4 separate regions of the Mus musculus genome follow, and regions 2, 3 and 4 are each linked to region 1. Evidence: chromatin contacts called from public ChIA-PET and HiChIP or PLAC-seq data. All regions are on one chromosome and are shown on one strand. Each heading gives the region's core, a stretch centred on a gene start, on an enhancer-like site or on the middle of the called end of the contact. The rest is flanking DNA. Distances are from core to core; before and after follow the strand shown.

Region 1 (6,155 bases), core at 1,835-4,334:
TCAAAGACATAACAACCACAAACCAACCAGGGGCTGGCAAACCCATGGCTCATGGGTAAAGGTGCTTGCTACAGGCTTATGACCTTGATTTGAAGGTCAACTCTCAAAGGTGCTCTTATAGCTGAGCCTGGGGAGTTCATGCCTTTAATCATAGCTGAGGCAGGTGGATTTACATAGAGAGTTCTAGGACAGCCGGGCTGTATAGAGATACTCTGTCTCAAAAACGGTGGTCCTCCGGCCTTGTGTGTCAATACATATATACAAGCATACCCTTACATAAACGAGTTTAAAACAAATAAGGAAAATTATCTTATAGATAGTTCTCTTAGGTGTACAAAAAGGTATAAATGCTAAAAATTCCTCACAGCAGAGCTAGAATGTCCTAGTTTGCTTTTCATTACCGTGATTAAACACTGGCCAAAGCCAAAGTAGGGGAGGGGTGGACTTATTTGATTTACAGACTGCAGTCCTTCACTGAAGGAGCCAAGGCAGTAACTCACGGTAGGAACCAGGAGCAGAATCTGGAGCAGAGACCATGGAGGAATGCTGTTTACTGACTTGCTCAGCTACTTTTCCTATATGGGCCTGGCCTACTTGCCTAGGGATGGTGCTGCCCACAGTGGGCTTGGCTCACCCACATCAACTGACAATTGAGAAAAATGCCCCATAGACATGCCCAAGCCAATGGAAGTAATTCCTCAATGGGGTTCCCACTTCCCTCTGTGTAGGTTTGTGTCAAGTTCACAAAATTTTGACAGCAAATAATCTTAAAGGAATCTAGAGGCTATCAATAAAGGGACAGAGTACTGCATTTGCCATCTGGAGGCTGAGGAGGAAGGAACTCAATCACATTATGGAAAATTAGCCTAGGCCAGCTAGGGTGGGTGACTGCAATCCTGATACTCTGGAGGCTGAAGCAGGAGGGTAGAGACCTTAAGGCTAGCCTGGGTTACATAGCAAGACCCCCCATCTCAAGCCAGCCAACTAACCAACCAATCCCAAATACTTGAAAAATACCATGAGAAACCTTCACCCACATCTTCTCACCCAGAGTTAAAGCATGGGAGGCTGGAGTTTCATTGCATTTTGACCTTGTGAAAGAGCCTGTCTGGAGACCTGTGTGCCAGGAAAAGGCTTAGCCTTTGAACCTTGAGCAGAATTGGGGCAGAGGGAAACTGTTATCTGGAAGACAGATTATTCTTGCTGTTCTCACAACAGGTTTTGAAATTCTCTGGAGCCATGACCCAACCCCCATTGGCCCCAGCTCTAATCAGCCCCTTTATTTTAGTCTCCCTTTTTGAAACAGTCTGGATGTGAGCCAATATGTCACACGGCTAAGTCACTCTACTCAATCTCTACCAATAAGCTCCAGAGATGGGAAACCTCTGGACTCAGCATGAACCCTATTAATGCTTGACTTAGAAGCACCTATGGAACTCAGATAAGGGGAACATTGAAATATCACCCCATTGATAACTGAACTATCACCCCAATGATAAGGGACAGATCAGGGATAGTATGCTTACTTAGCATGCACAAAGCTCTCTGTTAAAGTTCAAGTTCAGGAAAACACGGAAGAAATGCCAGTCGGTGGTGGCTCAGGCCTTTAATCTCAGAGGCAGAGGCAAGTTGATGTCTGAGTTTGAGGCCAGCCTGGTCTACAGGGTGAGTTCCAGGACAGCCAGGGCTACATAGAGAAATTCTGTCTTGAAAAAACAAAAAAAACAGAAAAGGAGAGAAAGAAAGGAAGAAAAGAAAGAGAGGGGGAGGAAGGGAGGAAGGAAGGAAGCAAGCAAGGAAGGGGAAGAGGAAGAGGAAGAGGAAGGGGAAGGAAAGGAAAGAGCCTAGTCTAGCTGTGTGTGGTATCCCACATTTATAATCCCAACACTCTGGAGAAAGAGCTACTTGGATCTCTATAAAGTCAAGGCCAGTCTATACTATAAAGGGAATTCTTGCCAGCCAGTGCTACATAAGCAATACCTTGTCTCAAAAAAAAAAAAAAAAAAAAAAAAGAGTTACCTAAGGCTATAGAGACAGCTCAGTAGTTAGGAGCACTGGCTTCTCTTCCAGAAGGCCTAGGTTTGGTTGCCAGTACTTAAGTGGTGGCCAACAACCATCTGTAATTCCAGTTTCAAAAAAAAAAAAAATCCAGTCTGTTTTGGTTTTTGTCTAAGGACACCTTTTACTTCACTTGTATTTTATCTGACTGGCAAGCAGGGGACTAACTTGGAAAAGAGGAATGGCGAGAGGCAGGCTACTGTACGAACAGGCTACCACTAGGCTCCTTCCTGTGTTCGTATATGTTATTTTATTTTATTCCTTTCAGATAAACTGTAATGGGTTGTGTGTCACAAGCAGTTGCTGAGATACAACCTCCCACAAACCACAGACCTTCCCTGGGTCTTGTTCCTTGTGGTGAGAATCACAAGCTCTCCCTGGTTACCAAAACTCAGCCAGTGGTGACAGTGGGTTTCTTCCTTTCTGAAAGCACGGCAGGGGTTAGGACAAAGGCTTGAGTGTGTGAGTGCTCGCGTGCGCGCGCGCACACACACACACACACACACACACACACACACTCCCCTTTATAGGTAGTCAAGATTACAGGTTCAAGGAAGGCAAGCTGCCTATTTGACCTGGTGAAGCTGTAGTCAGTTCTGAGAGCACTGCAGTTTTAGAATAGCCTCTACCTAACCAGTGAGGCAAGGAATTAAAATCCCCAAACCCGACACTCACCGAGGTAGGAATTTTGCCATTAGTTTCATGTCAGTGTAGCCTATAGTTTGAGACCCCCCCCAAAAAAAAAACCTGAAAAAAGGGGGTGGAGGTGTAGACTTCTTGTGGAGTGTTTGCCTAGCCTTGGGTTCAGCACCCAGTATCACATAAATAACGGGGTATGTAACCCTGAACATCCCAGTACTTGGGAGGCAGAAGCAGCAGGACTCAATGGCACAGTGAGTTCTGGGGTGGGGGTGGGGTGAGGAGGGGCTGAGGGTGGAACCTGGGCGTTTCAGGTCCCCTGGACTCCTTACTTTGGGGCAGGAAGTCTTCACCATGGCAGAGCTATGTCAACCCTTCCTCTTCTGCGGGCTTGATTGTAACAGAGGCCGTTTCTGTTCTCACTGTACACAGTTGAATATTGAATGTCGAGTGTCTTCCCAGAGGCTTGTATTTAGCTGAGACTTTGCCCCTAGAGAGTGGTTCTATTGGGAATATTGGGACCTTTAGGAGGTGGGGACGAGTGGGAGGGTCACTGGGAGTGTACTCAAAGAGGATATTGTAGGATTCCAGCCTTTCTATTCACTGAGTTCGTGAAACATTTTTATTGCCCCCCCCCCCCCCCCGCCTTCTTTTGAGCCAGGATTTTACTGCCTGTCCCTGGCTGGTCTGGGATTTGCTGTTGACCTTAAACTTACAGAAATTTCTTCTTCCTTTGCTTCTGAGTACTGAGATTAAATCATGTACTACAATGCTTAGCTACGCACCCGGACTCTGACCCCAAATCTTTTCAAGTTTGAGTAATTTACTCAAATGATTCAGAAATCTTGGAGTCAGAGTCCCTGTCGATGTGTTTTTTAAAATGGCAGAGGTATATAATCTGGCGGACGGGAGCATCTCCATAGCCCGTGCTGATCACTTTGTCAGTCATGGTGGCACAGCCTAGTCTACAAAGCAAGGACTAGTTAGTGAGATCCTGTCTCAAAAAAAAAAAAAAAAAAAAATTTAAAAATTCAGTTGGATCCACACAAGCGATGATCATCTTTGGGCCCTCCTGGAAAACTTGACGGAGACGAGGGTCAAGGAGCCCACACCTGGACAAAGGCTGCTTAATTATGCACAACTCTTTTGTTTGTTTGTTTTGGTTTTCGAGACAGGGTTTCTCTGTGTAGCCCTGGCTGTCCTGGAACTCACTTTGTAGACCAGGCTGACCTTGAACTCAGAAATCCGCCTGCTTCTGCCTCCTGAGTGCTGGGATTAAAGGCATGCGCCACCACAATTATGCACAACTCTTGCCTTCTTGTGAGAGTCCCCAGAGCCCAAGTCGGTGCCTAAAGATGGTCTTGGTCTGTCCACTAGACCCTTTGTTTAGTCCCTTTCCCAGTGTGGCCACATTGAATAAATCTCCTCTCTCAGGTTTTTTCAAAGTATTATTTTTATTCTCTGTGTATGAATGTGTTGCCTGCATGTATGCATGCCAGTGCCTACAGAGGCTAAAGTTACAGTTCTGAGCACCTCTCCAGCTCCCTCTGTTTGCTCCTTTTTTCTTCCTGGAGCTCACAGAGATCCTCCTGTCTCCACCTTCTGAGTGCTGGGATTGACTCTTCTTGCTTTTTGAGGCAGGGTCTCATGTAGTCCTGACTTTTCTCAAACTCCATATGTAGCCAAAGATGACCTTGAACTTCAGCTCTTCTGTCTCTTCCTCCTTCTTCCTCCTGGGTGCTGGGATCTCAGGCGTGTATGCCACCAAGCCAAGCTGTTTGTGTCGTGCGCGGGGGATCAAGTGTCTTTGTAGCTTTAGCACTGGGAAATGTGAGCCCTTCACCCGTCCCACTTTCTCAAGACTGTTTTGGCCAGTCCCTATCCATTCTCATTGGACTTTTAGTATCAGTTTGTTAATTTACGCCAGCAAAGGCACGTGTGCAGGTAGGTGTGCCTGCCTGTGCCTTAGTGGACACCAGCAGATGTCAAGCATCCTTCTCCGTCACTTTCCATCTTAACTCCTTGAGAAGGGCTCTCACTGAATCTGCAGCAAGCCTCACTCAACTCATCCTCCTGTTTCCTCTCCACAGCACTGTTGTTTCAGGTGTACCTGAAAACCATGTGGATTTTCTTCATGGGTGCTGGGGATTTGAACTCGGGTCCTTATGCTTGTGCAGCCAAGTGTTCCTACCCACTAAGCTGTGTTGTCAGCCCAAATCATTACTGTCCTGAACTCACTAGGAAGCCAAGGATGATCCCGAGTTTCTGTTCCTTCTGCTTCTACCTCTTGAATGCTAGGGTTCCAGGTACGTGCTACTCTGCTTGCTTTATGTGGTGCTGGAAATGGAACCGGGCTTTTGTCTATACTCGGTAAACACTCTCCTGACTGGATCATAGCGCTAGTCTGTAAATCTTTAATTTATACTGAAATACTCACTGAAATATCTAGCCTCTGCAAGGCCCTGTGCCTTGTCTGACGTGGCGATGTTATAGCATCCGCACCAGCTCATGCCTGACCTAGAGCACGCAGTCTCAACATAAAGAACAGCAATCAAATGAATAAAATGTGCTCAGGTGAGAAAGAGATAGCACTACTCTCGGGATTCATATAGCCCACTTTCTGGTCAATCCGCTCCAATTCATTCATCATTTTTCTACCTCCTCCCTCTCCCTCTCCCTTTCTCTTGGGGTAGGCTAGCCTGGACCTCATTAGGAAGCCTAGGGTGGCCTCAGACTCCTGGTGATCTTCTTGCCTCGGTCTCTGGAATTACAAGTGTGGGCCACCGGGCAGGGTTTCTGAGGGATGAACAATAGAATGAATAAGGAGAAATGAATAGCATGTCCTGGGAATTCAGTCTGTGATGCCTGTTGACAATAAATAAAAACCAGGAATTGAAACTTTAAACTGTACTTTATTCAGAGAGCTGGCAATCTGGGAGGGAAATCTGTCTTCCCCGAAGCATCTCCCCGTATCGTGTTTTACATGGAATCAGAACGAGGGCAATAAATCAGTCCAGAGTTCAGCCTCCTCTCTCTGGCCGGGCAGTTGGCCTTGCCTCTGAGATTCCACTTTTCTTTCCTAATCATGTTTGGTTGCAGAGGGTTCATGTACGCTAAAGGCACCCAGTTTTGCATTCTATCTAGATGACACCTCGTTTGAAGGTAAACCTGAAACAAACAAACCATTAGCAGAGGGCACATGTTGGGTTTCTACCAATGTACATGTTTAGATTTCCTACAAAATGAAGCATGAATGTGCTTTTACAATTCAGAACATAAAATGCTCCAATTTCTCCTCTATCAGAAGGGGTAGATAGTTGGTTTGACTGGAAGATAACACTTGGTACATGCTGAAATCAAAATAAATTTTTGGAATGACATATTAGGCACAGGTCCTTTGCAAGAGCAACAAGTACTGTTGACCACAACATGGTCAACAGCTGTTGAGCCATCTCTCC
Region 2 (6,155 bases), core at 1,029-3,528, 950 kb before region 1:
AGATTCTGGTGTTGTGTCTGTCTGTCATTCATTTGCCGACTCCTTGTCCATCTGCAACTAGAGACTCGTTCCACACAGACAAAGGGACCCAGAGGGTCTGCAGCACTCTTTTTAAAAATTGGAAATGTGGGGCTGGAGAGATGGCTCAGTGGTTAAGAGCACTGGCTGTTCTTCCAGAGGTCCAATTCCCAGCAACCACATGGTGACTCACAACCATCTGTAATGGGATCCAATGCACTCTTCTGGTGTGTCTGAAGTCAGCAACAATGTGTGTATGTGTGTGTGTGTGTGTATATATATATAATAGATTCCTCTAAAAATTGGAAATATATAGGAAGGAATGAACCATGCTTTTTTTTTTTTTTTTTTTTTTTTTTTTTTGGTTTTTTCGAGACAGGGTTTCTCTGTGTAGCCCTGGCTGTCCTGGAACTCACACTGTAGACCAGGCTGGCCTTGAACTCAGAAATCCGCCTGCCTCTGCCTCCCGAGTGCTGGGATCAAAGGCGTGCGCCACCACACCCGGCTGAACCATGCTTTTAAAAATAGTATTTATGCTATAATTTATACCATAATATTAAAATTTTAGATTTACTTCATGAGTGTTTTGTCTGCAGGTATGTATGTGCCTACTGCCCACAATAGGAGGTCAAAAGACTGGGACTTGTCTCCAGTCAAGGGATTACATATTCAAATGTTATGTCTAGTCAGTCTCATTTAAACATCAGGAGGATATATGAAGAGCTGAGGGTGGTGGCTCATGCCTCTAAACCCAACACTAGTTGGGGAACCCTGTCTCAGCAACAAAAGAGGATATATAAAAGGAAGTTACACAAGAAAGGATCAATTCTGCAATGCATAGTAGCATTACTTTAAAATTTGGAAAGCTTGAAAATTGAAGCTTTTATGCCTATGTCAACTTCAGTGGCTCACTGATAAGTGTACACAATTTTTTCAATATGATATTTCAAATATCATTGGTTTTCCTATTCATGTCATAGGAAAGGATAAAGAGAAAGTTTATAGTTTTTCCTTCTTTGTTATTCTATTTTGGTTAGTCCCTGGGAAATTCTTGGAGTCAGGCTTGGGTGAGAAGTATAGTTCAGTGGTAGAATACTTGTTTACCATTAAGTAACCATGATTCCTTTTTTGGTTTTGTTTTGTTTTGTTTTGTTTTGTTTTGTTTTGTTTTGTTGAGACAGGGTTTCTCTGTATAGCCCTGGCTATCCTGGAACTCACTTTGTAGACCAGGCTGGCCTCGAACTCAGAAATCTGAGGCCTGCCTCTGCCTCCCGAGTGCTGGGATTAAAGGCATGTGCCACCACGCCCGGCAGGACCATGATTCCTGAAGCCTTAGTTCAGTCGCAGGGTGAATCCAATGACTGAGCAAACAAGCAAAGAGCCATTAAAATGTGTTTGGAGTCAGAGGTGATGAGCTATAATACCTCTCTGTGTGTTTGTTTTGTTTGTTGTTTGTTTAAGGGTGTAGTTCTGCCCTAGAACTTGCTGTGTAGACCCAGCTGGCTGCCCCTGCCTCCCATACACTGGGCTTATGCCTGAGTCCCAGAATTTGAGGGTAGATGCAGGAGGATCTCTGAGGCTTCTACACAGCAAGATCCAAGCTAAACTGGATACATAGTGAGTCCTGGTTTGGTTCCTCACACCCATATGGTGGCTCACAACCATCCCTCTTTAATTACATCTAAGCTAAGGCATAGAAAACTCTGTCTCCTCCTCTCCTCTCCTCTCCTCTCCTCCCCTCCCCTCCCCTCCCCTCCCCTCCCCTCCCCTCCCCTCCCCTCCCCTCCCCTCAAACTCCTGATCCTTTTTATGTCCCTTCTCAGGAATTGGGATTACAGGCTTTTACAACTCCGTAGGATTTGTAGAACGTTTCTTAGGCTCACTTGAAACAAACTAAAGGCTCACTCGAAACAAATGATAATGTGTACTAAACTCTCCGAGGAGTTCTCGTGATTATGTATGTCATTTATGCAACAGGTTTCATTAAAGGAAAATAGTTAAGTGAGTTTAGACTGAGTTGTCAAAACGAGTTCTAACAGCCAAGGGATACTTACCTCCCCCCTCCACACGCATTCTGTCTTTGCGCAATGCTGTGTGCAGAAGAGAAACTACACTTCCCAGGAACCTCTGCCGGTGAGGCGCAAGGCAAGATGGGAAGTACTGCTGGGTGAACAACCGTCCTATTGGTGTGCAACCTAAAAGGCCGCCTGAGCTCGTGAGCGATTGGTAGGATTTTGTAGATGCTCGCTGATTTGAGTTGTTTTTCGGTTGCGTTGTTGGACGCCAGGGGTTAGCACTTGGTGAGTGTGGATTTCAGGGAAAGGGTGAAAGTTTTTTGGGGAGTAAATATGGTGGGATAAAAGCCTTAGTAATCAGTGCGGAAGGGAGCTACAGGAGACTAAACCTAGGGCCAGTCAAGGAAAGATTGTCTGTAAAAAGAGAAGTTTCCGGGACGCGGAGAGCTTTAAGAATGACTGAGCAAAGATCTGCTCAAGAACTGTATGAACTTGCCAGAGAACAGGATCCAGACGTCCTGAGATGGACGGAGTTCCGTCTCCGTCTTCCTCCCACTTGCTTAAGCTTCGATTTCCTCGTTTGAAAAATAAGGGATAATAAAAATACTTCAGAAAGTGGTTATGCGGGTAAATACGACTTTTTAGGGACGGGGTTGTGGCCAATATGTAGAGTGTTTGCTTAGCACGCCTGTGCCCTCAATTCGATCTCTTACACCTACAAAACAGAAACCCATCACCTTTTATATAAATAGAGGCATTCCTGCCTTGCAAGGTAGGATTAAGATGGCTTCTGTCTGCCTGGAAGATAGGTTATCATAGTAAAACTGCAAATACAGGCATTTATCAGTGAGGGGGGAAAAAAAGCTTTTAAATTTTTTTAATTATTCGTTTTTGTTTTTTGATTCGGGAATCTTACTCTGCAGCCCACGTGGGCTTGCAGTTCACTATATGTACCAGACTGGTCTCAAACTCTTGGCATTATACTCTTGTCTCGGTCTTCTGAGTGTTGGGAGTACAAGTACACAATCAGTTTATGGTTTTTCTGTTGTTTATTTGAGACAAGACCTTGCTCTGTTCCGGGCTTGCCTGGAATTCAACTCTGTACCCTAGGCTGCCCTCAATGTTGGGTGATCTTCCCAGTGCTAGCTTTTAATGACAGATGCCACTACAATTGGCTTTCTAGATCGTCTTGAATGGAAAAACTCAAGAAAGAGATGGAAGAAATAGTATTTAAGATGAATTTTACATGCAGAATACACTTGATTAAGTGAATTTACTAGAGTTGTGGAAGGAGTTATAATTGAACTGCCAGGAAGCTCATGAGCAAAGGCATAGAACCAAGAACATTATGTGCCTCTGGCGTGGTGTATAAGCTTTTAATCCCAGTGCTCGGGAGCCAGAGGCAGGCAATCTCTGTAAGTTTTAGACCAGCCTGGTTTACATAGTTCCAAGCCAGCCGTAGTGAGATCCTGTCCAAAAAAACAAACAAAAAAAACATTTTATAAAAACAGGGTATATCTGGGGAAAGAGATAAAAATAAGTCAGGGAAGAGAGGTTAGGCTCTAAAATAGAAAGTTCTGAATTCTAGGCTTTATTTAATGTTCGTGTCTGTAAGTAGCCACTTGTCAGCTTGTGATTTTTTTGTTTTGTTTTGTTTGTTTGTTTGTTTTGTTTTTTTTGGAACAAGGTATCTATCACTATATAATGCTGGTTGTCCTGGAACTCAGGCTGGATATGAGAATCTAGAAAAGTATGGCCTAACCTTTCCCTTAAATCATTAGACAGGGGCTAGAGGGACGGTTCAAGTGTTTGAGAACACAGGCAGCTCTTCCAAGGGACCTGGGTTTGATTCCCAGCACCCACATGGCAGCTCACAGTAAACATGCATCTAGTGCACAGACACACATGCAGGGAAAACACCCATACACATAAAATAATCATATTTTTAAAATTATTAGAGCCAACAGTATAAAAATGGTATAAGAGGACTCAGCAGGTTGAGGTGACAACTTGAGGCTGACCCTCCTAGAGATACCAGGGAGTAGGGAGAGAAAGCTGACTCTTTAGATGTACATACATGCCCACATACACACACACACACACTCAAATACACACACACACTCTTAAAAAACCAAGATGATCTTTCCTCCTCAGTTACTTGTTGTCAGTTAAGATGGAAATTATAATCATACAGATTTTTTTTCTGCTGTTTTTTAATTTTTGTTTTGTTTTCCTGGTGCTAGAGGATTAGAACCCTGGGCCTCACATATCCTGGGTAATCTTTGTCAAAGATAAAAAGTAGAAAAAGCAAGTCAAACAAAGTACTTTTGGCTCTCTGTTCATTCTAAATTTGGCATGACAGTCTCCTTAATTTCCATGGACTATATTGCTTATTTTTAAAAGTTTTTTTAAATTTATTATTGTGTTTATGTGTGAGTATGTAGAGGTCGGAGGACAACTTTGTGGGGGTTTTGTTTGTTTGTTTTGTTTTGTTTTTTCGAGACAGGGTTTCTCTGTATAGCCCTGGCTGTCCTGGAACTCACTTTGTAGACCAGGCTGGCCTCAAACTCAGAAATCTGCCTGCCTCTGCCTCCCAAATTCTGGGATTAAAGGTGTGCGCCACCACGCCCGGCTAGGTTCCCCCACCCCAACCTCTTCCCCCCCCCCCCAACCCGGGATTGTACTCAGGTTGGCTAAGCTGTCTCTGCAGCCCCTGTTTGGCTGATTAGAATCTGGCTGGGTATAGTAATGTCAACCTAAGTGATGTGAGTTCAGGTGTAGGCAGGCTGAGACTGGCCGGTTCCAGGCAAGCCCAGACTACATAGCAAGATCCTGTAACAAACAGTTTGAGTGAGCTTGAGTGTACTAGGTGTGGTACTAGTACGTACCTCTATGCATGGTGCCTTGAAGTTGGAGGAAAGAAGATGGGAAGTTCAGTGCCAGTGTAGACTACGTCCTGTTAAGGTATGGGTGGGGGTATAGCGTAATTTTTTGCTCAGTATACACAAAACACTGAAGTTGATCCGAAGAACTACATATATTATGTATGGTGGCAAATGCATTCTGGAGTTGGAGGCAGAAGGATCACAGGTTCAGGTCATTCTTAGATACATAGGGTGTTTAAGGCCGTAAGTTACACGAAACCTTGTCAAAAACAAACGAACAAACAAACAGCTGGGATGTGGTGGTTCTGAGGCCAGCCTGGTTTACAGAGTGAGTTCCAGGACAGTCAAGGCTACATAGAGAAACCCAGTCTCAGAAAAACACAAAACCAAAAAAAACAAAAAAACAAAAAAAACATATTTAGGGCTATAGCTTAGTGGTAAATATTTGCTTCATATGCATAAAAATAAGATAAATTCCCCCCAATTGTTTTTTTTTTTTTTTCTGTACTACAAGTTGGATAAGCAGTTGTGAAAACACCCAGTGTTGGTCTGAATGCCACACTCTCCACAGAAGTCAAATATGGTAACAGAGGGAACTGTGCTCTATAGCCTATATTTACTGATCTCACCTCTTCCTGGCCCTCATTGTGATTTTGTGTATCTGACTGATAGGTGTGGAGAAGACAGCATGAACTTCACTCCGACACGGACACCCATCTGCAGAAAGTAAGATATTTGCTTACGTATGAGTTGTTAATTAATCAATACTTCTGTAGGTTTTATCCAGTCGGTATAGGAGATAAGGAAGGGGGCAGCATACTTTTCTAAATCTCAATTCTCTGCTTTTATTCAGAATCTAGTTTTTGTGAGAGTGGGGTAGGTGTGTGTTTTAGTTTTGTTTTTTTTAAGACATTTTCTCTGTGCAGCCCTGACAGTTCTGGAACTCACTCTATAGACCAGGATGGCCTCAAGAGATCCATCTACCTGCCTCTGCCCCCTGAGTGCTGGAATTAAAGGTTTTTGCCACCACCACCTGGCTCAGAATCTCGATCTTAAAACAGCTTCCCAATGGTGATGGCAAGCATCCTTAATCCCAGGAGGCAGAGGCAGGTGGATCTCTAAGTTTGAGGCCAGTCTGGTCAGCGTATTGAATTCTAGGACGGCAAGAGCTACATAGAGAGACTCTGTCTCAAACAAAACAAAACAAACAAACAAACATAACCTCTTTTTGGAACTA
Region 3 (6,155 bases), core at 2,130-4,629, 780 kb before region 1:
GCTAGAGACAGTGAATCACTTTGCCCCATGCAGCCCCAGGCACTGGTGACCTTTGGATGAGTCACTCCTGTCAGTTTTGAGAAAAGCCATGCAGGCAGTCCTTCTGTGTGTCAGCTCAAACCCCGGCTACACAGAGAGTAGGTCAAATGATGACCTGTCAGTTGGCCTCGGAGTAGTAAGCCACCTAGAGATTCTAAGAGCACCTGGAAAGTTGGCGATGAGTCCCCGGCTTCCAGAGGCTGATTTCCTACCCCAGGAAAGGGTGGGTCCATCCTAGAATGCTTGTTTAAACCGTAACCCCAGGAAAATTATTCTACTCATGGGTTTGAAGTAGGTGTTGGGATGTTCTGCTGTCCTATCAGAGTCCAGCTTGGGAAGGTGATGGGCCTGCCCCACTGTGTTGCACATACGCTGGAGCCCATGTAGGCCCAATATACTGTGTGGCTGTGTAGCTCCAACACCCTAGAACCATGTAGCTCATAGTTATGGAGGACATATCTGGCACAGCGTTAAATACAGGACATGAGTCAGCTTAGTCCTCACTCAGCCCTGCAAAGATGAGAGCATCACCATGTAGTGAGCAGAATGCAAAGAGTTCAAGGAACTCACCGAAAACCACACAGTAGAGTGCCCTTCCCTTTGTACTGGAGTCAGCATCTTAACCCCTCCCCTACAATGTTCCAGAAGCTAAAACATGCTTAGGGTCTAATGACAAACATATGAACAATGCAGGATGGCACGTCTGTAATCTCAGCACTCAGGAGACTGAGACAGGAAAAAAGCAAGGACAACCTGGGAAAGAAACAAAACAAAGAACCCTAAAGATGAACTACATGGTGGTAGTCAGATGAAGGGAAGTAATCCTATAGTCTGGTCAGGGCACACTGCTCAATGGAAGTCTAGCCCTTAGTCCCAGGGAAGCTTGCTCCAGACTTGCCTGAGTCTTCCAGGCCTATGTGTCCCCAACCCCTGCACTGCTGTGGGCAAAGAAGACAGAGGTTTGCCTTGGATTGAAAATGTTAAAACATTTAACAGAAGCATCTGGGAGAACTGGTCGACCTTGGCTACTTCTGCTGTGAGAAGGGAACATCTGTCCTGTTTGCTGTGCATAGCTGGGGCTTAAGCTCCCTTGTAGAATGCTTGTCTTGTAGTATTCATGAGGCCATGGGGTTTGATCATCAGCATCCAAGTGGAGGGCGGAAGGATGGGAAGCAGGCCCTTGAGAAATATTGAACTTATGGAAGACAAGCAGACAAACCCCCAACTCAGGATTATCCGCCCATATGTGGCCCTACAGGCATTTTAAATAATCTCTTCTGACTCAGGGCCTGTCCCAGCCCAACTTTTGGTGTAGGCACCACTTAGCTTTTCCACAAGCCCCAGAGACTTGTAATGCCTCTCCACTCCTTGGACAGCCTCTGTCCACACCCAAGGCATGCCATACCACACCAATCTCCCAAGAAAAGGAAATATTCGCCCAAGCGTGATGACACTGTGTATCCAGGGTCCCTGCTCCTGCTCTTGGCCTGCAGACTTCTGCCTTCTGGGCTGCTCATCTCTCCAGCCTGTCTCCTACTCTTCTCCCCACCCTTCCCCATGGGGCGGACTAACAGCTAACCGTTTTTGAAGGCTCTGCCTGTGCCCGGAGCAGGATGCTGAGAAGCAATGGTACACATTAGTCACAGTTCCCTAAACATACTCCACCCTTCTTGCCTGTTCTGGAGGCCTGTCTGCTCTATGCCCCTGGAGGAAGTGTCCTCTTTCTGCTAGACCCCTTCCCTTGGTACAGGCTCTGTTCCCCTGTCTGTGTTGGCCTTTGGCCTTCTTTAGGCCTCTATATGGCTCCCTCTTCTGCTGTCTTCCCTGCCCCTTTGGACACGGTCTCACTGCATAGCCCAGCTGGTCTTGAACTTAAGCTGTCTCCACCTTTAAGATCCTCTCTTGCATATTCTTGGGTTGCACAGTCCCCGAGCTCAGTCCCTTGCTAGTGTTTGGTGCTAGGATGCTGGAGAAGAAACTTAAGTGTCTCAAATACACACTGCTTTCCCACAAATTTATTAAAGAAAAGAGCTTTAGGGTGTGGCATCACTTCCGGGACAGGGGAGTGGCTTGGGACATCTGTTGGAAAACCTGCTCCACCCCTAAGGACTGTCTTTTTCTCTCCTGGACTGTAATCCTCACATAGGGCTGACAGGCCCGGTGCTGTCACTGTCTTCAGGCCAAAACCCACAAAAGGGCAGACTCCTGCGGCTCTCTGTTTGGGGCAGGCCCCATGCCGCCACTGTGCCGCCCTTGGCCTTCCATGCCAAGAGCAGCCGTCTTGCCCTTAAAAATCAACAGCCTCTAATCCGCGGTAGGGCGGGGTGTCTTTTGCGTGTTATTCTGGTGATAATCCCTGACTGTCCCTGAAAGCTCCTCCAGCCTTGGATTCAACCTCCCTGGGAGGCTCCAGCTCTTGCCCAAGGCCCCAGGACTGGGCCTGGACCGTGCAACATTAAAGATGAGGGGCGTGGCCTTCGGGGGGGCTGGGGGGAAGGGCTGCGGGACTGCGGTTGTCCCGCAGGGGAGGCCAGGAAACTGCTTAGAGAGGCTCAGGTTAGCTCAGCCCCTCCCCGGCAGGAATCTGAGTCTTCGGAAACCCAAGTGAGAATTACAGGCGACAATAGGGTTGGTCCTCCACTAGAGGAGGCAGAATGTGCAGAGAGGCTGCAAGGGAGGACCTGCGTGGGAGAGCGCGGCGGGGCCTGCTTACTCTTTGCGGAGAGCTCGCCCATCTCCCCTGCAAACAGAACTTGGCCAGTGGCCTTTAGGAAAGACTACTCAGAGTGCAGTTAACCGTGGATTTACCACACACAAACTGCCCAAGGATCTATCTGTTCCCCCCACCCCCCCACCCCCCAGTGCTCACCCAAGACCAGAGCACTTTCTGGGTCAGAACTTTGCTTGGAGGTTTTCAGCCCCATTTGGCACTTAGCTCTAGAGTCCACTTTGGCTCTAGAGTTTCCCCCAAAGCAAATATTCTCCAGGTCCACCCAGCCCACCTCCGCTGCCCCGCTGCCCCGTGGATCCTACTTTTAAGAGCCAAGTAAAAGAGTTAACACGGAAAGAGCAACAAAGACAATGCTGCCTGCCGAGCACAGCTCTGAAAATGGAACTAGTCCCAAATTTGTAAGTGAAGGAACCGAAGTTCCAAGAAATTGGCTGCCCAAAGGTCAGATCTGAAGGGCTGTGTGCCCATATGGAAGTCCTTAGGCCGGCGCTCTTTTTTTGAATATGGTTCTCAACGCGTGTGGATTTGATGTGGAAGCAGAAGCAGCGGGGAGCACACAGTAACGAAGGTGCTGGGTCAGAGGCGTGGCTTGGTGACAGACCACTTCCCTTTCACTCGTAGGCTGGATCCCCAACAGGGGCGGGGGATGGGTAGGCAGGTTCTCTGACTGAATCAGACAATCAGGAGAGATGCCCGGGCATGAGGACCACTGCCCTATCCATGGCTGCCCTGGAAGTCTCTTTCTGCGCGCCTCTGCTGGCCAGTTTCATGTTGATTTTGCCTTTTAATTCATTTAATAGCACCTCCCCCCCCCCTCTGCTCCCCGGAAACCAAGGGTCAGAACAGTTCAGTGAGGTTGCCAGGACCACCCAGCTTTTAAGTATTAGAGTTCCTGGGATCTGGGACCTGGGTCGCTAAGCCACTACACCCAGCTTTCACAAACCTCAAAAGGCCCACCCAGAATTATGGCTCACACCTTCAAACCCAGTACTTAGGAAGCTGGGGTAAGAGGCTTGTTTAAGGCTAGCCTGGGCTACGTAGGATGTTCCAGTTCAACCTGGGCTTCAAGAGTGAGAGATCTTGCCTCAAAAAAGAACCAAACAGACCCTCAAAGGACCAGTCTAAAGAATTTTAATGTAGTATTTCTAGGTTTTCCCACAGGAAAACCAATGAAACGAAGCCCAGATTTCATTTTATCCTGGCAGCCAGGATGGGTGGCAGCATCTCTCCCCTATACCCATTATAGGCACACCATTGCCTTGTCTCCGAGAGCCCGAGGCCCCTTTCTTTTCATCCTCGGCCACACCAGAGCTGAGGCGTCATGGGTGCTGAAGGGCTCTGCCACTTCAGTACATCTGAGCCACGGGATTTCTCCAAGCTGTAATGGAGAACCTGAATCCAGAGAGAAGTCTAAATGTAGAATAAAAAATAAACAAAGAAAGAAGGAAGAAAAGAAACAGAGAGAGAGAGAGAGAGATGCCTTTGTCTCCAAACAATGACAAACAAACCCAGAAGTTAGTTCTGAAGTTGAAAGTCAACATTGCACACCACGATGAGAGTGAGTGTGGCCTCCCCACTAGAGCATACATTTCAAAAGGCGAGAGTTCTTGTTTGGAATGTAATGCAATTAGAACAAGAAGTACTGACAGTTTCTGGCTGTAGTCCAGGTGAGAAGACCCCCAGCAGGCCATGGTATCTGTCAGCTAGATGGGAAAAGGGGAAGGTGCTGAATTTTCCACCCCATCCAGCCCGGAGAGAGCCTGCCAAGATGCCCGCCTATTCAGTCCAGTTCAACAAACCACATCTCCAGCTCCTTCTATCAGACGCAGACATCTAGGATGCAGTGAAGATCCCTGCCTGCCGTACAGTCCTGCCCTCCTAATCTCCTAAAACGGCAAGGGTTAGCAGGGAATAAAGTGTCTAAAGTGGGGAAGCCAGGAGATAAAATGACCCTTCATGCCACCCCAACGGCTGCTGCGGGGACTGTGGACTTTGTCTCCCTCGGTGCTGCAGCACCTCACCTGACAGGGCTAATGAACAAGTGAATGAACTCTGCATTCATTCAGAAAGGGCCTAGCAGACGGAAGAGGAGTTGTGTGCCAGACCCCCTTCAATGGAGCATCTTGCTTGCTGTACTGCAGTATCCTTGGTACTGGCCATAGATGAAATAGACTATAGAGGGAATAAACAAGAGAGGATTCAGGGAGCACAGAGTCCCCAGTGCTGGGGTGACGACAGTCCTGAGGGGCCCCCTTTGACTGACTTGCCAGCATGAGTCAGCAGGACTGTGCCCACCTGGGACCCTGACCCAGCCCAGGTGCTTTGCTCTCACCCAGCCCTCATTCCTTCCTCGCCCAGCTGGTGCAGCTGGAGACCTCACATGGCGGGTGCACCGCTCTCTCTTCAGTTCTCAGGCTTCCAGTGCCGCTGTGAGATGGGAGGACACAGTCACTGAGCCCAGCCTGCACTCAGCAGTGCCTCTGATAGCAGACAAAGCTGAAGGAAACCGAGGGGGAGCGAGCAAGCCAGCAATGGCAGAGTTCTCTGTGGAGCCAGGGAGGTCTGACTGGAGGGGGCTCTCCCTATCTCTGCTGGGTGACCTTGGAGCCCCCACAAAGCCTTGCTGCTTCTCTGCTTTTGATGTCTGGAAGGACCTTCCTCTGAAAGATTTCCTTCTCACCAGAAGTCAGTGTAGGCCTACTCTGGATTGAGCAAACCCCCCAACAAAATAGCTAAAATAGCTTCTTAACTAAGGTCAAGGGATCGTACCGGAAACAGCCCAGCATCAGGCCCTGGCAAACTGGCAGATTCTCTGTCTTTCTCCAGTCGTGGGGACCAAGATAAAAATTTGTGCGTAAACCGGGCGTGGCGCATGCCTTTAATCCCAGCACTTGGGAGGCAGAGGCGGGCGGATTTCTGAGTCCTAGGCCAGCCTGGTCTACAAAGTGAGTTCCAGGACAGCCAGGGCTATACAGAGAAACCCTGTCTCGAAAAGCCAAAACAAAAACAACAACAACAACAACAAAAAAAAACGAAACTTGTTCTTAGGAGGAAGCAACCCCTCCCACCCTCTGAACTGAGCTCCATCCCCAGCCCAGTCCTAGAGCTGCGCTTTTTTTTTTTTTTTTGGAGACTGTCTCATGTGGCCTTTCAGTAGCTGAGGATGACCTTGAACTCCTAATCCTCCTGCCTCCTCCACCTTGCAAGTGCTGGGTGCATTCACCAGGAGTGTTACCTAGGTGGCCTTGAATTCTTTCTTCCTCCTCCTGGGGAACTGGAGTTATAGGCATGTACTTCCATGTCTGACCTGACCATGACCTCTTAAAAAAAAAACTCAAAAACTATATATATGCGTGCGCGTGCGTGTGTGTGTGTGTGTGTGTGT
Region 4 (6,155 bases), core at 1,096-3,595, 630 kb before region 1:
AAACAAACTCCAGAGAAAGGGAAAGTATGATCTGGAATTATAGTCAAGAATAACAGGGAACTTAGTACGGATTTAATCATTATAAAGAGAGATGAACATGTGAGCGTAGTAAATCTCCATACTATAGTTCAACCTTTAAGTCTAACCGTCCCACACAGCGACGATACTCACCATTGTATCTGTTTTCCTAGTAAAGCTAAGTAGGAAAAGTTGTCATGTGGATAAGTGTGGTTTTTAAAGTCAATGATTAGTAGGTTATTTATAATGACTAGGTATTCTTGCTTGAAATGATGTGTTGACAGGTCATGGCTATATTATATATATTAAGGAAGTTGTGCCCATTGTCATGTGACCAAAGTTGCAGGGTTTAGTAAATAAGAATAAGCAACAACGATAAAATTGTTTCAGAACCACCTGGACAGAAATATCCTAATTTCTTTTTATAGAAACAAACATACAATAAATAAAAAAAAAACTGTGATTTACTGGTCTTTTAAAAACCCACCACTGTATAATTAAGTTTCTTTGTGTTATAAACAAAGTTTTCTCTGGTAAAGCAACTTTGAGAAAATTATAATCAACAGTCTTAAGAAGTACAAGAAAAATGCACTTCATAGTTACTTCTTCATTTGCTGACATTAGATTTATCACTGGAGATAAACCACTAATTAAATGTACTAAAACAGACTTACCATTAATAAAGTGAACTAATGATTTTCTAAAACAGTAGAGCACTAATATTTCAGTATTCTTCCTGCCCCTTCTGCACTTGTATTTCAAACTGTTCACAACCTGCCTTCTTTATTAAATCTAACAGCCATAGGGTTCAAACAAACACTAAAACTTACATGGTAGATTTCGGCAAGAAAAAAAAAAAGGAAACGTGCTGACTTCTTTTTAAACGTTTCTGATAAGTTAATATTAATTGTATAGCAAGACTTCTCTATGCGAAGTTTATCTAGATACACTGAGTCAAGGAATCTTCCGTTTAGCCGCTTCCAAATCACTCAGAGATCCTCTCATATAGTCTTGGACAAGGAAAACGCGCTTCAGAGCTCGCTCCAGTCCTGGGCTGCGACTGCAGCGTATTCACGCTCGGGTGCGGTTGCGTACGTTTAAGCGCTTCCCGCTCTCACCGGTTGGGTTAAGACTTGTAACTGCCATCTGGCTCATAAATTTGGTTTCCTACTCTGTCTGGTGCCCCCTGGTGCTCATCACAACTATAATCTTACGTAGTAGCAAAGGTGGTCCAGGAAGCACTAAAGATATTTTGAAGAGAAGAATTCCATTACTGTAAACTGCACGGATCTAGGTTTCCGGAGATCCGCGCCTTGGTATAAATTACATATGTGTACATATGCAAGTGTAGTACAGAAAGGGGATGTTTTACTGAGCCACCGAGGCAGGGTATAAGAAAACAAAAGGAAAATAATTTTTACTCAAATATAGAGGCAAAAGTCAACTATGTCCTCTCAAGTTTGTAATCAAAGATTAAAGATGTAGAATATCTTCGAACTCGACCTCCTCCCATGCTTGTCACCCGCCTCTCCCCGCCCCCTACACCTCCCGTTCCCGTTAAGTTTCCGGCAAAGCAAAGAGGTTCGCTCTGATCCTGGGTTTTATTTAGTAGGCAGCCCATCTTTGCAGCCAAAGTACTTGTTTGGAAACTGGAGATGAGCATGCGGCTTTAGTTGTTGTGAAGAAGAGAAGGATGGAATATATTTTGTTTACCCTCACCCATCTAATCAACAGTGATGGTATGTGCACTCTTCACAAAGTTTTCTGGGAGTCTTCGAATTCAGGCTCAGGTTATTCAGCTTTACCTCCTTCTCCACTCCCACACCCCTAGTCACAACACTAAGGAGGCTCTCCATTAAAGACGAACAACATCATTTTTCATTGCATGGCAGCTCTACGAGCTATCTAAGCAGAACATGACGGAAGTCTCTCATTCTCTCCTTTCTTTTCTTCTCCTTTCTTCTCTTCTTTTGCAATTGATTCCTAAATAATGATTTTGATAGCGAGCACTGAGTTTGGAACGGAATTGAGCGACCCACGATGACGCTCCCATCAGGCTTTCAGATGGGGCGGTTTTCAAAAAAAGGAACTACAATTCCCAGGAGGCACCAGGCTAGAGCAATCGCAGGGCATCACGGAAGTAGTAGGCGCGTTCCTCCCGGGTTCCTTTCACGGTTTTCACCGCGAAACTACAAATCCCATCGTGCCTCGAGCTCGGCACGCCTGCGCGAGAGCCCCCCGAGCGCGATGTGGGCGGGGCCGCCCCGGGCGGCGGGGGGCGGGGTCCAAGCGGGCTGTGTGGAGGCTTCAGACATCGGCGCCATTTAAAGCGGAGAGTTTTCCCGGGCGGACGCGCTCCTTCTGCTCGGCTATTCCGTACTCCCTTCTTCGCTGACAGAAGGCGCCTAGTGGGGTGACTGCTCTTTTTCTCTCCCTCTCCCCCTCCTCCCAGTTCTTTCGGTCTCCTCTCCTCCTGGCCAGAGAAGTAGCGGAGCCCGGGCCCCGCGGTGAGCGGCCCTCCCCTCCCCACAGTTCCCTCCCTCCTCTGCCCCCGGCGCCGGCCAGAGAGGGGAAGAGGTTCGCCAGGCCCGGGGCGGGCGGGGAGGCCTCGGGGACGGGGGGGGCCGCTCCTCAGGCTTCGAGGCTTCGAGGCTTCGGCCCTCAGCATCTAGTGATGGGCGCCCTCTGAGACTGGTCCCCTCTCCGGGGCGCGTGCTGCCTGAGGCGGCGGCCGAGCGAGCGAGCGAGCGAGCGAGCGACCGGGAACCCGGGCCGCGGCCCTCCTTCCCCTGCGCGGCCCCTCCCACTCCTGTGCCCCGGGCTGCCACCGCCCGGCGTCGGGGCTCGTCCCTCGCGCGCTGTGCCTCCGCCCTCAGGGCCTATCCCGCCGTGCTCGGCGGGCGGGCGGCGACGGCGGCAGCGGCAGCGGAGGGAGCTTAGCCGTCTTCACTTGGGTCGCATCCTCTCGCCCAGGAGCCAATTCCGCGCCCTGCTCCTCATGACTGCGGCGCTTCTGCTGCCCCAGCCCTACCGGCCTCCGCTCGCTGCAGGATGGATGCGGACTGTGCGGCGCTAACCCCCGTGGCTCCGCTCCCTCCTAGCCCGCCGACGAGCCCGCCCCGTGAGCCGCAGCAGCTTCGGTGCCAGCAGCAGCAGCCGCCGCAGCAGCCGGACTCAGTGTCCCGCGTCGCCCTCGGGGCGCCTTGTCAGTGCTGAGTGGGAGTCGTCCGGTGGTTCGGAGCCCGCCGTAGGAGCGCTGCCCAGCACTTCTTGGTGGCTTCTCCGGGTCACCCTTTTCCCTTTTCATTCATAAATCCGAGCCCGCATTCTTCACTCCATCGGACCGACCATGTCTGACGGTGCCGCCGAGAAGCAAAGCGGCACTCCGGGCTTCCTTACGCCTCCGGCGCCCGTCCCCAAGAATGGCTCAAGCTCCGATTCTTCCGTGGGCGAGAAACTGGGGGCTACGGTCGCCGACTCGGGAGTTGGCAGGACGGAGGAATATCGGCGCCGCCGGCACACTATGGACAAGGACAGTCGTGGGGCGGCCGCCACCACCACCCCCACGGAGCACCGATTCTTCCGCCGAAGCGTCATCTGCGACTCCAATGCCACCGCGTTGGAGCTGCCGGGCCTCCCTCTCTCTATCCCGCAACCTAGTGTACCTGCAGTGGTGCCCCAGAGTGCTCCACCCGAACCTCACAGAGAGGAAACTTTGACCGCCACCGTTGCTTCCCAGGTGTCTCAGCAACCCTCGGCTGCTGCCTCCCCTGGGGAACAAGCCGTTGTAGGCTCGGCCACCACGACCGTCCCCAGCAGTACCAGCAAAGACCGCCCGGTGTCCCAGCCCAGCCTCGTGGGGAGCAAAGAGGAGCCACCGCCGTCCAGAAGTGGAAGTGGCAGTGGTGGCGCCAGCGCCAAAGAGGCGCAGGAGGATAGGAGCCAGCAACAGGATGATATCGAAGAGCTGGAGACCAAGGCAGTGGGAATGTCCAATGACGGTCGCTTTCTCAAATTTGACATCGAAATCGGCAGAGGCTCCTTTAAGACAGTCTACAAAGGTCTGGACACCGAAACCACTGTGGAAGTCGCCTGGTGTGAATTGCAGGTAATGCCCCACCCCCTTTTTTCTTATTCGGTCGTTTGGATCCCAAATTTGGCTCTGTTAAGCCAGTTTGTCGAGTTCACTCTTTACTTGTAATTCTCTGACTCTGAGAGGGCGGGAAGACTAGTGTCCAAAGAGGTTGAAATTGGGAGATTGTGGAGCTTGTAGTTAGTTAGGTGTTTGGAAAAGATAGGAACTATTGGTGTCAAGAAGGATTGTTATCAGCCAGGGGTAAAAAGAGTCATTTAAGTACAAACTTGTGTGTTTAATGTCAGGCAGGAGACATGGAATTATTGGAAAAGGGTTTCCCTTCGTGTTGGGGATCGAAGAAGTGGGGCCTGGACAAGTGCTTTCCCACTGAGCTAAATATATCCTCAGCCTTTGGGAATTTTTTTTTTTTCTTTTGCTTTAAGTAAATATCAAACCTTTTTTTCCTGTACACTTCATTCTCTTCTAAGCCTCTGCAATAATGAACTGCCTTGTGTGTTTCCATCTCTAAAATCTGATTGTTAGACAAGACCCTGTACTTTTAAGGAACAACTTTCTTGATAGCAGAATATCATAGCATAGTAGCTAATAAAGGCATGCCTGGAAATCCCAACTACTTACTCTATTGGTCGAGGCAGGAGAGCCTCAAGTTCAAGGCCAGTCTGGCCTGGGTAGTGAGACACTGTCTTTTTTGTTTTGTTTTGTTTTGGTTTTTTCGAGACAGGATTTTGTATAGCCCTGGCTGTCCTGGAACTCATTCTGTAGACCAGGCTGGCCTCGAACTCAGAAATTCACCTGCCTCTGCCTCCCAAGTGCTGGGATTAAAGTCTTGCACCACCATCAAAACAACCACCCAGTCCCTGATTCCCAACTCTCTTTCCCTTTAAGTGCTTTCAGAGTAGGAAGGTACAGTATATACCTACCAATATAACCACCTACAGGTGCTTAAGCCTTATGGCTAGCTGTGATCTGACACTGTTCATTAGTCTGTCTTCATCCTATTCAGTCCATAGTGAATAGTAAAAGTCCATGCAAAATTGTATAAGTGCTTTGAAAGTTGTGATAATACCATCATTGTTGTAATATCTTATAAAAGACTTTTTGTGAGTGTCCCAAAGTATAGCCCAGACTGTCCTGAATTTGTTGATCCCTCTGCCTCAGCCTCCAGAGTATTAGAATTATAAGTTAATGCCACTATGCCAGGGATATAAAAGATTTTTAAATGAAACTTCCCAAGAGTCCGAGGGATTACAGTGCTTTCTTCCTTCCTTCCTTTTTTTTTTTAATCTCAGGGAAATTTTCAGGTTATAAATAAAGTGCAGGTATATGCTAGATTAGTTTGGACTACTAATTGCTTGAATTATAGCAATAAATAAATGTTATTATATTTATTATATAAATTTATATTTATATAAATAATATAATATAATATAATATAATATAATATATATTATAGCGATAAATAAATGTTATTATAAAGCATCTATATAAATATTGGTTTGTTAGCACTTGTTCACATCCAGAAATGAGCATGTATTTGTGGTGGAAGCAGAATTTCAGCTACATCATAGATGAAAGTGCCACTACTGATTTCTTGTCAAGAAAATGGACCAAACTGAAATAGGATTGGAAAGTAACTGAAATAATCTCAGAACTTGATTTACCCAAGAATTAATAAACAGCTTGGTTTCCAAATGTCCCAAGGTCATTTGAAATGTGAAAGGAATAATGTTTGGAATTTGCTTCTATGTGGTGGTGCATGCCTTTAATCCCGACACTCGGGAGGCAGAGGCAGGCGGATTTCTGAGTTGGAGGCCAGCCTGGTCTACAAAGTGAGTTCTAGGACAGCCAGGATTATACAGAGAAACCCTGTCTCAGAAAAAAAAAAAAATGGAGTTTGCTTCTAAATATCTAGTGAAGGTGAGCAATTACCCAGCTTCAACAATTATCAGCATATGATTGTTCACTTAAAGATAGTCGATTAAGCTTTCTCTTCCACTTCTCTATATGCTTGAAATTTATTTTCACCATTGGAAATGAGTGT

What was found. ChIA-PET counts read pairs in DNA pulled down with a chosen protein or histone mark. HiChIP or PLAC-seq counts read pairs in DNA pulled down with a chosen protein or histone mark.
Region 2: a contact with region 1 is called in an H3K4me3 HiChIP or PLAC-seq map of pro-B cells, with 4 times the contacts expected there. The contact joins the promoter of Ccdc77 here to the enhancer-like site in region 1. A contact is called at or near these places in 1 of 39 promoter capture datasets (neutrophils), 4 of 484 Hi-C or Micro-C datasets (B cells, CD4 T cells, erythroblasts and 1 more), 2 of 115 datasets of contacts at active chromatin or transcription factors (pancreatic cancer cells and pro-B cells) and 1 of 9 other capture datasets (embryonic tail).
Region 3: a contact with region 1 is called in an RNA polymerase II ChIA-PET map of memory CD8 T cells, with 27 read pairs. The contact joins two enhancer-like sites. A contact is called at or near these places in 1 of 39 promoter capture datasets (hippocampal neurons), 2 of 484 Hi-C or Micro-C datasets (LSK cells and pre-B cells) and 5 of 115 datasets of contacts at active chromatin or transcription factors (embryonic stem cells, large pre-B cells, memory CD8 T cells and 1 more).
Region 4: an RNA polymerase II ChIA-PET map of memory CD8 T cells shows a contact between it and region 1, with 29 read pairs. The contact joins the promoter of Wnk1 here to the enhancer-like site in region 1. A contact is called at or near these places in 1 of 39 promoter capture datasets (cranial neural crest), 2 of 484 Hi-C or Micro-C datasets (CD4 T cells and the G1E-ER4 cell line) and 3 of 115 datasets of contacts at active chromatin or transcription factors (the 230-238 cell line, memory CD8 T cells and pro-B cells).

Annotation. Positions count from the first base shown.
Region 1 is chr6:119,405,075-119,411,229 of GRCm38.p6, reverse strand. It overlaps a transcript of Adipor2 not described here. Among named protein-coding and RNA genes, the nearest start is that of Adipor2, 19 kb to the right of the region's middle. Within about 2 kb of position 3,084, at least 91 of the 459 cell types and tissues checked have an H3K27ac peak or open chromatin away from gene starts, as enhancers often do. A contact at or near this core is called in the 230-238 cell line, LSK cells, memory CD8 T cells and 2 more, where this site is marked.
Region 2 is chr6:120,353,490-120,359,644 of GRCm38.p6, reverse strand. It overlaps Ccdc77 (coiled-coil domain containing 77), which reads left to right and starts at 2,278. Exons shown (of 12, transcript NM_001381936.1): 1 at 2,278-2,318; 2 at 5,591-5,644. The coding sequence starts at 5,607.
Region 3 is chr6:120,184,980-120,191,134 of GRCm38.p6, reverse strand. All of the region lies in intron 1 of Ninj2 (ninjurin 2), which reads right to left. Among named protein-coding and RNA genes, the nearest start is that of Gm25327, 44 kb to the right of the region's middle. Within about 2 kb of position 3,379, at least 189 of the 459 cell types and tissues checked have an H3K27ac peak or open chromatin away from gene starts, as enhancers often do. A contact at or near this core is called in LSK cells and memory CD8 T cells, where this site is marked.
Region 4 is chr6:120,034,845-120,040,999 of GRCm38.p6, reverse strand. It overlaps Wnk1 (WNK lysine deficient protein kinase 1), which reads left to right and starts at 2,345. Exons shown (of 28, transcript NM_001199084.1): 1 at 2,345-4,126. The coding sequence starts at 3,368.